2 separate regions of the Macaca mulatta genome follow, and region 1 is linked to region 2. A link is a contact called in public Hi-C data. All regions are on one chromosome and are shown on one strand. The core of a region is the stretch at or near the end of the contact, and the rest is flanking DNA. Distances in the headings are between cores, read along the strand shown. Region 1 holds the start of ZBTB14 (zinc finger and BTB domain containing 14). Region 2 has its middle 51 kb from the start of ZBTB14.

What was found. Hi-C and Micro-C count contacts between places; a contact is called where the count stands out from the background.
Region 1: a Hi-C map of liver shows a contact between it and region 2, with 2.6 times the contacts expected there. The contact joins the promoter of ZBTB14 here to the enhancer-like site in region 2. A contact is called at or near these places in 4 of 14 Hi-C or Micro-C datasets (CD4 T cells, cortical neurons, fetal cortex germinal zone and 1 more).

What each region holds. Positions count from the first base shown.
Region 1 is chr18:76,409,205-76,414,002 of T2T-MMU8v2.0, reverse strand. It overlaps ZBTB14 (zinc finger and BTB domain containing 14), which reads left to right and starts at 2,016. Exons shown (of 3, transcript NM_001265870.1): 1 at 2,016-2,232; 2 at 4,719-4,798.
Region 2 is chr18:76,358,523-76,363,465 of T2T-MMU8v2.0, reverse strand. No RefSeq gene overlaps it. Among named protein-coding and RNA genes, the nearest start is that of ZBTB14, 51 kb to the left of the region's middle. Within about 2 kb of position 3,380, at least 25 of the 40 cell types and tissues checked have an H3K27ac peak or open chromatin away from gene starts, as enhancers often do. A contact at or near this core is called in liver, where this site is marked.

The DNA.
Region 1 (4,798 bases), core at 767-3,266, 52 kb before region 2:
TGATACAAAACCAGGATGTCAGGAACCGTCACTTGAGAAATACATTCTAGTGCTTTAGAACTCTTGTGAATTATGTTATCGGGTTAGTTGAAACGTGGGAAGTCTTTTCCTAGCCATATGCGAAAAGATTGTCTTTACACAGTAGGCAGACCAAAAATACACGCAGAATGAGTGGGAAACCCCATATGTGGTATGGGAGAAGGGGGAGTGCCAGCAACAGATGCGCCATGACTGAGTACTGGCCATGTCCACACACTGTGCTAACTGCAGTGGCTGCTTTACCGCTTGGTGACGCAACCCTATGGCAGAGTACTATTATTATCCCCCATAAACACACAACATACACAGGATTGAAATGCAACTTCATGAGCTATGCAAACAAGAATAAAGCAAGCGAGTACACAGTATCATGTCTGATGAGTGTGAACCTTGGCGGCAGAAGACTTCGTTCTCGTCCTCTCCAGGCCACTGGAACCCACTATCTGTGGGTGCAGGTCATTTTCCATCATGGAGCTAATACCTGAGCTAAGCACTCAGCTGGGCATTATTTCACTTAATCCTTACAACTGCCTTATTAGGTGCTTTCCATAGCTCTGCTTCAGCTGAGGTTTAGAGAAGGTAAACCATTTACCCAATATTTGAACTGGATATGTCTGACTCTACAACCGGTCTCTTCCATCCTATTTCGTCCATATAAGCCATAACTTGGGTGCCTTTGTGAACATCAGAAAAGATGTGTATAAACTCACCTTGGGGAACGTTAAACCTAAGTCGATTAATATTACAAAATCAACTGAGGCCATGTAGAACTTCCTTTAGAAAATTAATACAGCCAATCATCATATTATTTCCCAAATGTTTACTTAGGTGCCTGTTGCAAGCATTATCTTATGTCATCTTCACATAAGCCTAGGAGGAAGCTTCTGCTCTAATTTTTAGATATTAAATTTCGCGTTTCAGGGAAACGCTGTTCGCGTGTGAGGTAAAGCAACAGGAGCGACGCTAAGGCGGCGCGGCATTGCTGTCCGGCCTCCTGTATCTCGGTGAGTAGAAAACGCGGGAGCGGGAGGGACTTCCCAGCTCCCGACGCCAGGCACAGGCACAGCCGCCGCGTCAGAGGGAAGGCGACGTGGTTCAACAGCAACAGAGCCATTACTAGCGCTGCGCAGGGATGTAAGGGCAGAGCCGAGTTACCAGAGCTCTCTGAATGGAGTCCAGGGTCTCGACTGCCACAGACGGGTCGCCTCTTCCAGCCCCCGGGACTTTTCCTTGGGAGTGTCTGGGCGCGGACCTACTAGCTCCAGAGCCCTATGGGTGATCCCTTTCTGCTGGGCAACTGGGGTTGCGCTTTACACTACAAATTGAAGACGTCACTTTTTCCATTTGTTCTGCAAATGTTTATCGTGCACCGTCCACTCCCTTACAAACTCAATGTGCCGGCGGCAAGAGGCAAGACCGCAGGCCCGCGGGCGCGCCTCCCGGTGTCGGCCGGTGTGAGCGGTGGGCGAAGGTGGCCGGGGCGCCGGCTCCGAGCCGCAGCAGAGACCCGCAGCCTCAGCGCCCAGCCTGCGCGCACCCTGGGGCAGCTCTGGCCCACGCACATGCACACGCACGGGAGCGCCGGCTCCCGCGTCCCCGGCGCCGGGCGCGGGCGGGAGCCCAAGAGTCAGTGCTGGAGGGAGCTCGAGGAGGGGCGGGTGCCCGCGAGCGGCGCTCGTGCTTAAGTTCCCCGGCTCCTTAAGCCCCGCCCTTGCCCCGCCCATTCCTTCTCCCGCGCGCGGGCTCCGCGCGCCCTAAACCGCGCGCGTGCGCGCGCGTGCGCAGGCCAGGGCCCTCCGGGGGCGGCCCCGTAGTCTACAACGAAAGCGTCGGCAAGGGCCCGGATTAACCCTTTCTCTGCTCGCCCACTTAGAGACCCGGTCGGGTTCCGTGCCTGCGCAAGCCGGCGGCGCGCCTTCCCCCCAGCCCGCACCGCGCATGCACGGGAAGGGGGGGGGCGGTGGGGGTGTTCACGGCCGGCTAGACATTCTGTGCTCGTGCAGGAGGAGGGCTGCTACCATCAGGGACGTGCACGATTTCCCCCACCCCGCCCCCTCCCCAAACTCCAAAAAAAATCCAAAACACACTGCCACCCACCGTGCCCCCGCGCCCCGAGCCCATCCCGTCCCGGCCTGTGTTTGCTAGCGAGCGCGGGGAACCCACGGCAGTGTCTGTGGCTGTGCCAGGCTGCAGGTAAGCGCGGGCCAGGGTGCGGAAGGGGCTGGGGCCGTCCGCGAGGCGGGCGCGGGGGCGGCCGGCGGCTGGCGGGGCGGCCCGGAAGACGCGCGTTCTCGCCGAGCTCTGGGGCACCAGCCAGCTCCAGGATGTGCGGCGGCCGCCAGCGGCGCGGCGCGGTGCGAGCGGGGACGGGCGTGGGCCGGGGCTGGGCGTGGGGCCGGGGCGCCCTGGGGGCCGCGCGGGCCGGCGAGCGGGCTCGGGGAGCGGCTAGGCGGCGGCGGCCCCGCGCGCGCGCTCGCAGAGCCTCGGCGGCCGAGTTCATGGCCGCCCCCGCTCGCACCGCCGCAGTGCACCGCGGTGGGGGTGGGGACGGCCCGAACCTGGCGCGGAGCGCGGCCCGCCGGGCGCCGCCCCTCGGAGCCGCGGGCCCCACCGCGCCGCCCCCAGCCGCCGGCAGAGGAGGGGGCCGGGACCCCAGCGCACGCACTCCCGGGTGCGCCCGCGGAGCCTAGGTTAGCCGGCCGCGCGCCGCCCCCGCCCCCGGCCGCGGGAGGGCGGGGGAGGGCCCGGCGCGAGCTGGCCGGGGAGTGCGCGGGGCGCGAGCTCCGGGCTCGCGGGCGGAGCGGGGCGCGGCGCGGCGCGGCGCGAGGCTGCGGAGCCGGCCGCACGCCCGCTCCCGCTCGTCGCGCCGCCGGGGCCGCCGCGGGCCGCAGTCCCTCCTTGCGCGCTCCGAGCCGCGGTCCCCAGTCTGCGCTGGATGTCTGATTATGAAAGGGAAAGTGGCCCTTTCACCACCTGGCTCCCAGGCTGGGAGCTTTTGTCTGGGAAGGAGTGCGCACGGCCTCATCCACTCCCCACCTCCCAGCCTCAAAGAAATTGAGAGCGAGGACTCGATACGCCTTGAGGGCTCCTTGGGTCTGCTCTTAGCTCCCTGCTTCCTCCCCACTCCGAAGTTGCAAGCTTGCAACAAGGAAGTCGTGCAGCCGCCATTGTCGGGCTGTCCGGGGCAGGGGAGGCGGCTGCAGCTGCTTATGTAAGTTTTTGGCTTTGCGGGAAGCCCGGCTCCCTGCACTGTAACGCGGCTCAGCGCGCCCGCAGTTTGGAGAGCAATTAGGAAGGGGCAGCCTTATTGTGAAGGTGGTATTGGGGCTACGTCTTTTCCTACATGTGCCTACACAGATGCTGGCAACAGCTGTCTTCCAGTTTTGACTCACCTGAACTTAGCGATTGGAACCTCTCAATGGCAAGGGGGGCGGGGCGGGGAGGAGGCCGTGATGGACACACATGGTCTCCTTTCCAGGTGTCATACATCTTGAGAGAGAGCGGGGAGAGGGATGGGTGGCCAAGTACACACTAGCCAAAAACAAAAAAAAACACACATTGATATGTTGTCATAGCTACTCTAAGGCCACTCCTCTCCCTGGTCCCATGCACTTTTATCCCCCAAGCCCTAGGATGAGTTAGTGACTACAGTAGTAAGTGTTACAATAGTAAGGTTTTTGCATGGGGTGCCTAGTCTCTGGATGACTACAGGCCTGGGTGCTTCTAGGGAATAGTGAGGCAGAAGCACGTAGAATGATCAACTCAAAATCATCTTTTGGAAATGTTGCCTAACCTCAAACTTCAGATGAGACATCCCGCTTCTACGCTGGGCAGCTCGGTGCGTTCACTTTTCTTTAGAAGGAGCTTATGGGTTTCAAGGTGTTGGTCTCCGGGTTGGAGCCTTGTTCCACGGATTTTGTGTTAAGACTGTTACAGCCCAGTCCTTTGCTCCTACCACACCAAACACTTATCTGTGTGGTCACTGTTCAGTAGAGGAAACTTTTTGTTTTTCAGGATATGGGTCTGCAGGATGGAGTTCTTCCGGTAAGAGTTAAAACTCACAAAAAAGCTAAAATTCTTTCACCCTTGTAGGGATAGAGGTAAAAACACCTGGATTTCTCAAATACAGTCTTAAAGACAAATGTGTGTACTGTTCATACATCACACAGGTGCAGAAAGAAAAAAGCAGTCATTGTTCCCTCTCCTCCCATGTTACCTGTTGGGTTTATGTACTTCTGTAGCTTTATTTATAAAGGTATATACTTCTACAGGTTTATATGAGCCTAGAGAAAAATGTAGAGGGCTAACATACCCAGCGGGAAATGGGATGAGTGTCGGGGGCACGGTGCACTTGTTTTTTTCTGTATCTGTGTAGCCATCAACAACTGTACAAATATGGACATGGGGTTAGTGTGTGAGGAGAAATCTCTTAATGGTTCTCCAACCCCTCCTTCCAGTACCTAGGGCGCAGCCCCTTTAGGCCCGAGTGCTACAGCCCTTACCTGTTCTAGTCCATATCTGTTCAGAACTGCACTTGATGTGCCACCCACCTACCTGCCCAACCTGAAAATGCACAAGAGAGGGAACAAGAAAGTTTATTTTAAAAAAATCAATTCTTGGTTTAGGATTTGGGATACCGGAAGATCCTACCTCATTCTTGTTTGTCCTTTCCTCTGTAGGTCTGGCGTGCTCCTGATCAGAGTTACTCTGATCTGAAGATTTTGGCGTTTAAGGCATTAAGATACTAGCCTGAGTTGTT
Region 2 (4,943 bases), core at 2,131-4,630:
TACACAATAGAGAACTAAAACAAAATGATTATTTTTAAACTGTGCTAATTTGGCTCTAGAGTTCATTCCCTAATTTACAAAGAGTCACCTGATCAAAATCATTAGAAAATCATTTGATTACTAAATCAAGTAAAGCCATAAAAGCCAAACCCAAGTGAAACTAGATAATTGTGCAGTTTTCTTAGATGGACTCCTTAAGTTCATCTGGCTCTCTACTGGGGACCAAATCTTGTATTTCTCAATTATGTATGCAAACTGGAATCACCTGAAGATATGTTTAAAGACAAAAATTGCAGCAGAGAAGCTGAGAGCAGCCAGGGAAGGGGTACAGTGGATTCTTCCAGCGCATGAGTTCACATGACTGCTTCCCCTTCTCAATAGGGGCCAGAGCCTGCCAGGACCTCAAAGAGGAGAGCTTCAGAGGCCCAGCTGACATACTAGACATAGAGGCCAAAGGGTCTACCTTGAGAAAGGTTTTTATATCTCAAATGTGACCCACTCTTGAATGACAGCTCTAAGAAATTGATTTCTCAGGCAACTGAGACAAACAGCATTTGTGATGCTACCACGCCTTCCTTAGGAAGCTGGCTTGAAGCAAAGCTGGTGGAATCTGATTTCAAGCGACTCCGGGTGTTCCTGTGATAGGACCTCCCTCATGTGTCCATTGGCCCCATTGTGGATATGCTGCAGTTTGGCCAGAAAGACCTGGATGTGGAGGTTAAAGTCACACAAATGGATAATCTGGAATTAAAAAGCATGGGGAGCTTTCCATGAAAAATGCCTGGAGATGGGGAAAATCATGAATGGGACTGTACCCCAGGTGATGGAGGTGGCTCAGAAACAGAGGAAGCTTGCCAAAGCTGAAATCCAGAAGGTTTTGAAAAAAAAAAAAAATCACGATCAACTTACTAGACATGAACTCCATGAAAAAAAAAATCTCATCTTTTCAAGGGATTTGAGAAGCAGGAAGGTAGTGAAGGCTACTGCAAAAATGAATAATGGCTAAAATTATTATGCTGAGCATTACATATTAAGAATTAAAAAGGAAGACCAGAGATACCAAGCATTAAAAGCCCACACATTAAAATATAAACAGGTATGGATCCATTCCCTTGAGAGCATTCAGCAGAAAATAAAAGACTAAAGGAAATGATAAACTGATCAAAATCTGTAATTACCTGTTTTCAGAAGTATAAAAACCTAAAATCACTGACCAGTGACCTTCTGTCCCTCCATGTAACTCCGTATCTATAAGCAAGCCTTGTGTACCTTCTCAAAAAAACAAACAAAAGACATCTCTATGAGATACTGACTTTCATGTTCTTACTTATAAAATGGTGAAGATCTTTCATTAGAAAATCCTTGTATTCTACCAAATGTATGCTCTTGTGAGGTTTATTGAAATTTTTTTTTTTTTTTTTTTTTTTTGGTGGTGGTATCCTGTAGGTTTTTTACTATGGGAAAAAAAAAAAAACGCTGCTTTGAAACTGTCAGCAAATAGGATCAAGACTTAATTTAAAAACAGGACTCAAGTGTTGTCCATATAAGGTCAAGTTAATGGGGAGTTCCTCAGGAACTTTTGTAATACTAACTGGCAATACCATAACTGCTACAACATGTCTTTATTTCGTCTTTGAAAAAGTGTTTTTCCCCATCGTCTTTAGGTAGATAAACTGTCCACGAAGGGAAGAGTGATCAGTTTATCTTAACATAAAGATTTCTAACTAGGAATTCAAGAAGATATTTCAGTGGGTCGATATCGATCATCAGAATGACAAACCCATGAACATTTTAGGAAAGGAGGTTTCAGATTTTTCTCTTTCGAGGGTTTCAAGAAACCCCTTGAGAGGAGGGCACATATCCTCTTCTTACCTTCTTTGTTCCCATGAGAGACTCAAAGAATTGTGAACCAAACTTTAGTAATATAATGTCTCTAATTACGAGAAAACTGCAGCCCAAAAATGTAAAGTGGCTTACCCAAAGCGAGGAAGTTAATACTATTCCTTTTAGTACAAGAGAATAATGCCAACTAGACATAGCTCAAAGACTGCACCATTCCCATTATTTTTTGCCATTAGCTATGTTTAATTTTAAATATACCAACTTTGGCAGCGAACATCAAAACTGCTCAAGCTGGGCTTTCTGTCTCCTTTCTAAATTGCATATATTAACATATATTAATACTTTAAAACTGTGGGGTGGAAAGTTTAAAATGCCGTAAGAATCATACATGCATTCTTTACACTCTAAAGCATTTTACATTAGAATCTGTATTCAGAATTCTTTCTCAGAACGTAAGTGTTCTTGAAGACATACATATTTCTCTTAATCTGTTTCTTCCAAGGACTACTGTATTGGGCATATGGTAAAGATACAGATTCAAGTTTTAAAAGTACTTTTTCCTGGTAGTGGCTAGGGCCTGGGTTCCTCAGACCAAAAGGCGCAAACTGACACTGCTGTGATTTCAGGAGAGATGTGAAATGTATAAAACGTAGTAGTTTTGGGGAAGGAAAATGTCACAATTTTTCATCAGTGTTCTCTGGAACACTAACCCAGAAGCTGTCTCTGGGCCTAAACTATCCAAATCAGTGTCCCAGCTGTGCCAAATGCAAGCCCTTCCAAGTTTGACCCTGATTCTCAAAGGTGGTCAAAAGCCGTCTCTAGAAACGGCGGTGGCAGGAGCGTGATTCTGGGAGGTCCATTCCATTTTTAACAGGTCCTGGGCAGTGGCCGGGTTGCTGGGCAGTGCAAAGGCATAGAGACTGGCGAGAACAGGCGGCGATCAAGCTTCCCAGCGAGGGTCAGAGTCCAGCAGCTTGGAACTGGTGAGCTGGACTTGTGGGAGTGAAGTGGCTCGCGCGGGCCCGGGCCGTGGCCTCTCCCCGGACCCTGGGGATCCAGCCCGACTCTTTCCTACCTATAACGGCCAGGGCCCGCTACAGCGCGTCCCCGAAGCCCTCGTACTGAGCCAGGAGGGGGCTCTCCCTCTCGATGTACGGGACTACCCACTGCTCCGCCAGCCGGTGAGGCAGCCAATTAACAAAGCCGCCTTCAGGATGTCTAGCCTCGAAGAAAGTCATGTAAGAGAACGCCTGCATCAAAAAGTTGGGAGGCAGGGCAGAGTCGCCGTTAAACGTCTCGGGAAAGCCCCCAGGTGGGCCGGCGAACGTCCCCGGCCCAGCAGGTAGGCTTTCTCGCACAGCAGCCGCCGGACCCGGTCCGCGAGCTCGTTGTTCTCCCTGCGCTGGGCACGGTTCTGGGTCAGCAGGTCCCGCATCATGACAGCCAACGCGTCCATCCCGCCCCGCACCGCACCGCACCGCACCGCACCGCACCGCAGGCCTCGCTCCCCGGCCGCGGTGTTGCCGGAAGTGCCTGTCAGCGCGGGGGCGGATCCCGGTGGCGGCGAGGGACCGACTCTGCGGACAAGGCCAGGCCTAGCTTCGAGCGCCGTCGGGCGGGTGTGCCGGGATTGGATTAGTGGCCAGGAGAGCGAGAGCCCAGCGGGCTGGAGTCGGCGAGCGGGAGTGAAAGGAAAAAAGCTAGGGAGCGAAGGCAAAGCCGGAAGAGAGAGGGCCGCGCTCGGCGTAGGAATCTGCCTTTGCGGTTGCGTGCGCTCACTTCCGGAGGGCTCCCTCCGCGGGGCGGGCCCGCAGGTGGTTAAAGGCAAAGCGTTCCCCTGCGCTGTGCGTGAAGTTGGCTTTCTCCCCGCTAGGCCCCGCTCTCTTCCCCAAAATACCTCCTAGTCGTATGTTTCCATAGCCCCAGTTCTTATCTGTTTTGCCCAAGGTCTCATAGCTACAAGAAGGCAATTTCTAACGAAGCCCTCCGTGCCTTCCAAATGGATTATTTTGGCCGCCTTCCACCCGGACAGGATGCCAACCGAATGGCTGGACCAGTGCACGGGAGCGGCTGTCATTTGCGGAGTGCCCCCTTGCGAGCTAGGCGCCTCACGGCGCAGATTTTCCAGTAATTTGTCTGAAATCGATGCTGGTTTGTTTTCCGAAGGCAAATCAGCAGCTTATACAGACACTGGGGCCAGCAAGCCGGTGGAACAATGGGAGACAGCTTGCTGAGTGTCAGGTCTTCCAAGATGAGCTTAAACTTCGGGTGGTGGGCAGGCTCGGTAGGTGGGAAAGTCCCGTGTCCAGATGAATGCAGTCCATGTTTATATTGATGAAAGGCACGCATACCATTTGGTCCAGCTCAGCCACTCTTACAGGTGCTGGCTGTGAGCATTGGTGTGTGTGTGCCTGCGTGCAACCAGCAATGTGAGTGATGACCAACTGCATGATACCTTAATTTGAGTGGACAAAGTCTGTCAAGAACCACTTTCAGGCTTCTGGGTCTCCAAGTCTTTGTCTGCCTGTATCCAAACAAGGCATTCAGAGGTTGACAGCATGGATCATTGCATGTCAGAAATACCCATGATGAAACTGGGTAAGAAGCTTAAGGAGGTGACATTGATGTGTACAGTTTAGGAAATAAAACCCAACATTTACTTCAAAGAATGTAATTTGTGGCTTTTTAGAGATAAGGATACTTTGACAGAAGTTTTCATTTGTCGTTTACGTGTATATGGTACGTTTCATTCTGACTTAATTAATTTGTTATTTTACTATGGAAACAACTTTATATTAATAATGTATTTCCAATGTTATAAATTGTGTTATAACAGTTTCAAAAGCCCAATAAACAAGATGCATTTTGGTATCAATTATTTAAAACGTGTATTTTGAAAAAGAACAAAGTCATACGCAAAAAAGTAGTTATCTTTGGATGGGGGATTGTGGAAAATTTTACCTTTACACATTTCTAGGTTTTTGAAGTGACTGTATTCATTTTATAATTATAGAAACAAGACATTAAATCCAGAAAACAAAACTTAAGCTTAACCAACTAGAAACTGTCAACCAGCTTCTCACTAGGGACTTTCCAATTTA